Linked DNA regions of Mus musculus: region 2 is linked to region 1. A link is a contact called in public promoter capture Hi-C data. All regions are on one chromosome and are shown on one strand. The core of a region is the stretch at or near the end of the contact, and the rest is flanking DNA. Distances in the headings are between cores, read along the strand shown. Region 1 holds the start of Amd1 (S-adenosylmethionine decarboxylase 1). Region 2 holds the start of Slc22a16 (solute carrier family 22 (organic cation transporter), member 16).

Region 1 (2,519 bases), core at 7-2,506:
CCGGTTCCTCCGCCACTCTAGTCCCATTAGTGCGCTTCGGAGCACGGCGGAGCCCGGGTACCGGCCACCAAAGCGGGAGGCTGGTGTCACCGCCGCCGGGTCCATGCATCCTCAGTGTCATCCGCGCTTCAATGCTCGACTCTCCCAGCGAGGTCACTAGCAACTCTCCGCACCACCTCCCGTGTCGGGTGTGAGCAGGGGGCCCGCAGGTCTCCTTTGCTCCAGCTTAAGGCATTAAGTAAAATAGATCTTCGGGCTGACAGGCTTGTACCCCGGGAAGCAGGCAAACCCTCCAGCACCCCGCTGCGCTCTCCCGGACTTCGCCTCCGTAACAGGTTACACAGCCCAAGGTCAGGAGCCTCCCGGGCAAAGCCCGCGGAGGGTCCCGAGGCGCCCCGCTCTGCTGCAGGGCACGTCCGGGCGTCGGCGGGGCCCGGCACTGCGACACGGCCGCTCCCGCCCAATCCCGCCGCCCGAGCGAGCGCCACGCGCGGCCGCCTACCCCGCGGCGGGAGGCCTGCTGGTCGCCCCGCGGCCCAGGCCCACCCAGCTCGTGCTCCGCCCGCCCCTCACCCAGCCACACCTGCCGGAGGGCCGCGTGCCCCCCGCCGGAGCCCGTCAGCCCAGCCCCGCCGTCCGCCGGGGACGTTACCTGAGCACGCGGCCGCGCCGGCCTCCTCCCCTCCCCCAGGCGGCGCAGGCGGCCCCGCAACGGCGGCGGGAGAAGCCAGTTCCCGCCCGCCGACCTGGCCCCACCTGAGGCCGCGACTCGTGCCTCGCAGTCGGCGGCGAGCCGCCCTCAGGCCCAGGCACCCACCTTGGGATGGTACGAAGATCCCCAGATCCCTGGCTTGCGTCGGACTGCTGTCTGGAAAACCAGACCTCCAGCAGTTTCTCCGTCCCTTCGAAAAAATGTGCAGCTTCCATCACCGTGAGACTAGCGAACAACCAACAACCACAGAAAATCAACTAAATTAAATCTCTTCTCCCGCCGCTCCTGCCGCCGCTGCGGATTGTTCCAGCTGTGTTACTAAAGTTCAGGTTCCTTTTTTTTTTTTTTTTGCTATAATTTTATATTAACTTTTTTTTAAAAAAAGGACTAATAAAATTTTCCCGGCTATTTTCGTGAGCGAAAGTTGAACGTGAGTCTGTTGGAAATAGAGGCAGATACAGTTCAGTCTCTTGTAGTCCGCTGCTTTCCCGTTAGGAGAGTTGAGCGAGCGCTAGCTAATGTCGCCGGCCATACTGTGTAAGCGAGGGTTCTGCGTGAGCGCAGACCTTATATAAGCATCCTCCCCGACAGGCCAGGAAGTGACGCCATCGCCCCGCCCTCAGGGCCTCATAGGGACCGCTTCGTGTCAGTCAAACGTCGCCGAACGCCGGCTGGCTGGCGGTGGGCCCACGGGGAGTGCAGGGGACTACCAGCTTGGTTGCAGATGGAGCTGCCGCTGTCCCTTGAGCGGGAGACCGCTCTGTTGTCCGGCTGGGGACTTGGGAATCTGGGATTACTTGTGGAGCTGGTGGGGAGAGCGGGAGACAGGCGAGGCTGTCCCACGCTGCACACAGCTGGTTAGCAGAAAACAGGAGGGAGTCTGGAGGGGTGTCGCGGGGCTCGGCGGGGGCGGTGGCCACTGCTGGGTTGGCGTAGTGCTTTGATCCTGTGCGGTTTCTCGTTTCAAGCCGAGGTGGTTTTTGGCTTTTTAAAAAAAATTTTTTTAAACCATTTTTTCACGTGTTTCCACGAGACGAACGCAGCCTAGGCAATAAAATTGTCAGTGACGTACGTGTGGCCCGGGGTCGGATTGGAATGCGCTTTAATTCTGCTTGTGCTTTATCTGATGTGGGAATGAAGGCAGTTCTCCACGGGTTTACACAATAGCCAGAAGCGTCGTCTTCCTATTTCAAAAGAGAAAAGAGAAAAGCAACGTGGCGCCCAGCCTTGGAGGGCTCCGGCGCTATCTACCCCCCACCGTGTGCCTAGCCTAGCTTAGGAGTTGGCCGCCTTCCAGCAGACACCTATCAACCCGTACTCCATTAGGTCAACTGGTGGATATTTAGTTTGCAAAACTTCCTAGGAACTAGCTTTATTAAGTATAATACGAGGTTATTTGATATTTTTCTTAGGCTATTCTTAAAGGGGTGAACTAATTGAAAGTATTCCTCACAACCACCAGTACCACGCAAATTTACAAATTTGCCTAAAATTGCCTAAATGCCTAAAAAGGATCTTCGCGAGTATATAATAATAATGTAAATGGGTAGCAAAGAGTTTTCACTAATGATAATCTAAAGTATAAATTAGGGGTCAAATCCAAGTAGGATTTTGTTTTGTTTTTTTTTTCTTCTGCTATCTTCCTTTATTTATATTTGCAGTATGAAACACAAGCTCTGCACACATACTTGCACACTCACACCAGCCTGGGGGAGGGAGCTGGGACAAGGCCACTTTCTTTCTTTCTTTTTTTTTTTTTAATCTTAAGAAGCAAAAGATGTTAACAAAGTTATTAGTTACTTGGAAA
Region 2 (2,519 bases), core at 15-2,514, 270 kb after region 1:
ATGGAGAAGTATACAGAAGAGTCAGAGGGGGAGAGAGGGAGGATGGGGGGAGGGGAGTGGGAGAGGGAGAGAGGAAGGGAGAGAGGAAGGAGAGGGAGAGATGAGAGGAGAGGGGAGGAGAGGGGAGGAGAGGGGGAGATATTCTAAGAGGCAGAGGTCAGGGAAGACGGTATCAAAAGCAGCATCTTCTGGGTGTGGCAAGACCATCATACTCTGCAACTCAACCGCGGCTGTGATTCCTGTACAAGACCTGCTTAAGATCAAGCTAGAAAACACTTCAGCATGCGGTGGGCGGAGCTCTTCAGTTTAGAGCCCTGACTGAGGAGTGAGGGAGAGTTGTTGACCTCTGGGAAGGCTGATTACTACCTATGGGCAGTGCAAATTTGACTAGTGGTTTTTTGTTTGTTTGTTTCTTTCTTTGTGTGTGTGTGTGTGGGGGGGCACTAATTGGACAAATTAGAGGTGGATGGGGAGGTGGACCTGGAGGAATTAGGGGGAGGAGAAGGGGATGAATATAATCAAAATACATTTTATGCATATATAAAATTCTCAATTAATAAAAAAGGTATATTTTTAAAAGAAGTGCTGTTTGAAGAAGAAGAAAAGCATGGGGGTGGGCAGAGAAATATACTGTGACAAAGTTCCTTTTCTTTTGAAATCGTGTATGTGTTATGCCTGAATTCGTGCTCCTAAGTGCGGTGCCTGTGGAGGCCAGAGTTGGAGGATGAGAGGTGGGCGCAGCAGGCAGAGGCAGGAAGCTCTTGGGTTGGACCAGGCTACCTCGGCTACATAGCTAGACACTATCACAAAACAAAACAAAACAAAACAAAACAAAACAAAACAAAACAAAACAAAACAACATAGATACATAAATAGACCTACAACCCCCCCCCCCCCCCCCGCCCATCCCCACTCCATGAAACAATAACAAAATCATTCCTGATTTCACTTCAGGTCCGCTGAATCTCTGGGAGTGGAATAATAAATGTGTACTTAAAACCCACCACACAGTGGATTCCTAAGCATGAAAGTTTAGGGAGCAAAGGCGTGTCCTGCTGAAGATGGGGTGCTTTTGAAGTCCCCAGACCAAGCCAGGGGCTCTGCATTTCCTAAACTTCCTAGAAGTGTTGACGCCTCCCTGAGTTGTGGGGTCATGGGAGCAGGATGGAGAGGGTGGGAAAGCATCCAGCAGGAGTTGACGCACGTGCAATGGAGCAGCAGGATGTGCCTCACGTGGCATCCCTGAGACGCTTGGACTGCTGGGAAGGAAGGAGGGCGGCCTCCCCAGCAGGGGCACCCAAGGCCACGGGCAGGTGAGGCGGGTCGGGTGCGGTGCTCCAAGTCCAGGGCGCTCAGCACTGCCACCCGGACATGGAGTCCTGCAACGTGGAGCTGATTTTTGACCACATAGGACACTTCGGCAGGTAGGGAGACAGAACAGGACATGGAGCCAGAGTCGGGTGGCACGTGATCGGGGCGCTGAGGTGTCTGTTTCTGTCGGTTGGGATAGGTTCCACAGCTTCTCAACCCCCTATTTGCCCAATGCATGCACAAGTCTGGCCAACAACCCATGACCTGGCTTGTCCTTTTGTCCATTGGCCACAGGAGGCGCCGGACTCTGCTTGGACTTGGCAGGTGCAGGCAGTATTCGCACCCCTTCGGGTCAGTTGGGACTTGGTGTGCTCTCTGGACCACCAACTGGGGGAAAAAAACACTATTGGAAGGCACGGTCCCAGGTGTAGAAAACCCCCCAGCCCAACCGTGTTCTTTTCCACTGTCCAGGATGAATACCTATATGTACCCTAGAGTGCTTTCCCTTTGGGCCTGGCAGGTTTTCCTGGCTGATGGTTAGCCTTTGCTTTCATATAGATACCCAACGTATGCATGCATCCCTTAATTTCATGGTCACTGCAAAAGGCAAGTTGGAGTCCATGTCTGAATGACTGGGAAATGGAGGCAGTGTGCTCATAGAAGACCCATAGCAGACTAACGTGGGGGTGAAGGATCAGCTCTCACATAGGAACTATAATGGGCCTGAATGTTTCATTTACCACCACACCATCTGAAAAACTGGGTGAACAATGTACCTTAGATGCTTACAAATAACTGTAGAAATACATGTTGCAGTTAGAAGTGGTCCGCATATGTAGCCCTAGTTCTGGGAAGGTGACAGAAAGCTCCTGGCCAGCCTAAGCTACATAGGAAGATACCACTTAAAAGTGGGGGGCGGGGTTGGGAGCTGGAGAGATGGCTCAGGGGTTAAGAGCACTGGTTGCTCTTCCAGAAGACCTAGGCTCAATTCCAAGCACCCACACGGCAGCTCACCACGGCAGCTCACAACCGTCTGTAACTCAGATCCCAGGGAATCCAACATGCATGGGTACAGACTCACATGGATACCCGTTCACATAAAAAATAAAGGCTAAAAAATCTTTAAAAAGGTTAAAAATAAAAAGAAAAGAAACAATAAAAAGAAAAGGTTACCCGAGGTTTCTACAGACACTCACCTACATGGCAGA

What was found. Capture Hi-C pulls out chosen DNA fragments and counts their contacts.
Region 2: a promoter capture Hi-C map of adipose tissue shows a contact between it and region 1. The contact joins the promoter of Slc22a16 here to the promoter of Amd1 in region 1. A contact is called at or near these places in 5 of 39 promoter capture datasets (the 3T3-L1 cell line, 3T3-L1-derived adipocytes, HPC-7-derived erythroid cells and 1 more), 1 of 15 datasets of contacts at CTCF or cohesin (the NIH/3T3 cell line), 3 of 115 datasets of contacts at active chromatin or transcription factors (bone marrow-derived macrophages, embryonic stem cells and large pre-B cells) and 2 of 9 other capture datasets (adipose tissue and liver).

What each region holds. Positions count from the first base shown.
Region 1 is chr10:40,300,932-40,303,450 of GRCm38.p6, forward strand. It overlaps Amd1 (S-adenosylmethionine decarboxylase 1), which reads right to left and starts at 1,257. Exons shown (of 8, transcript NM_009665.5): 1 at 818-1,257. The coding sequence starts at 927.
Region 2 is chr10:40,569,098-40,571,616 of GRCm38.p6, forward strand. Slc22a16 (solute carrier family 22 (organic cation transporter), member 16) reads left to right here and starts at 1,265. Exons shown (of 8, transcript NM_027572.1): 1 at 1,265-1,424. The coding sequence starts at 1,372.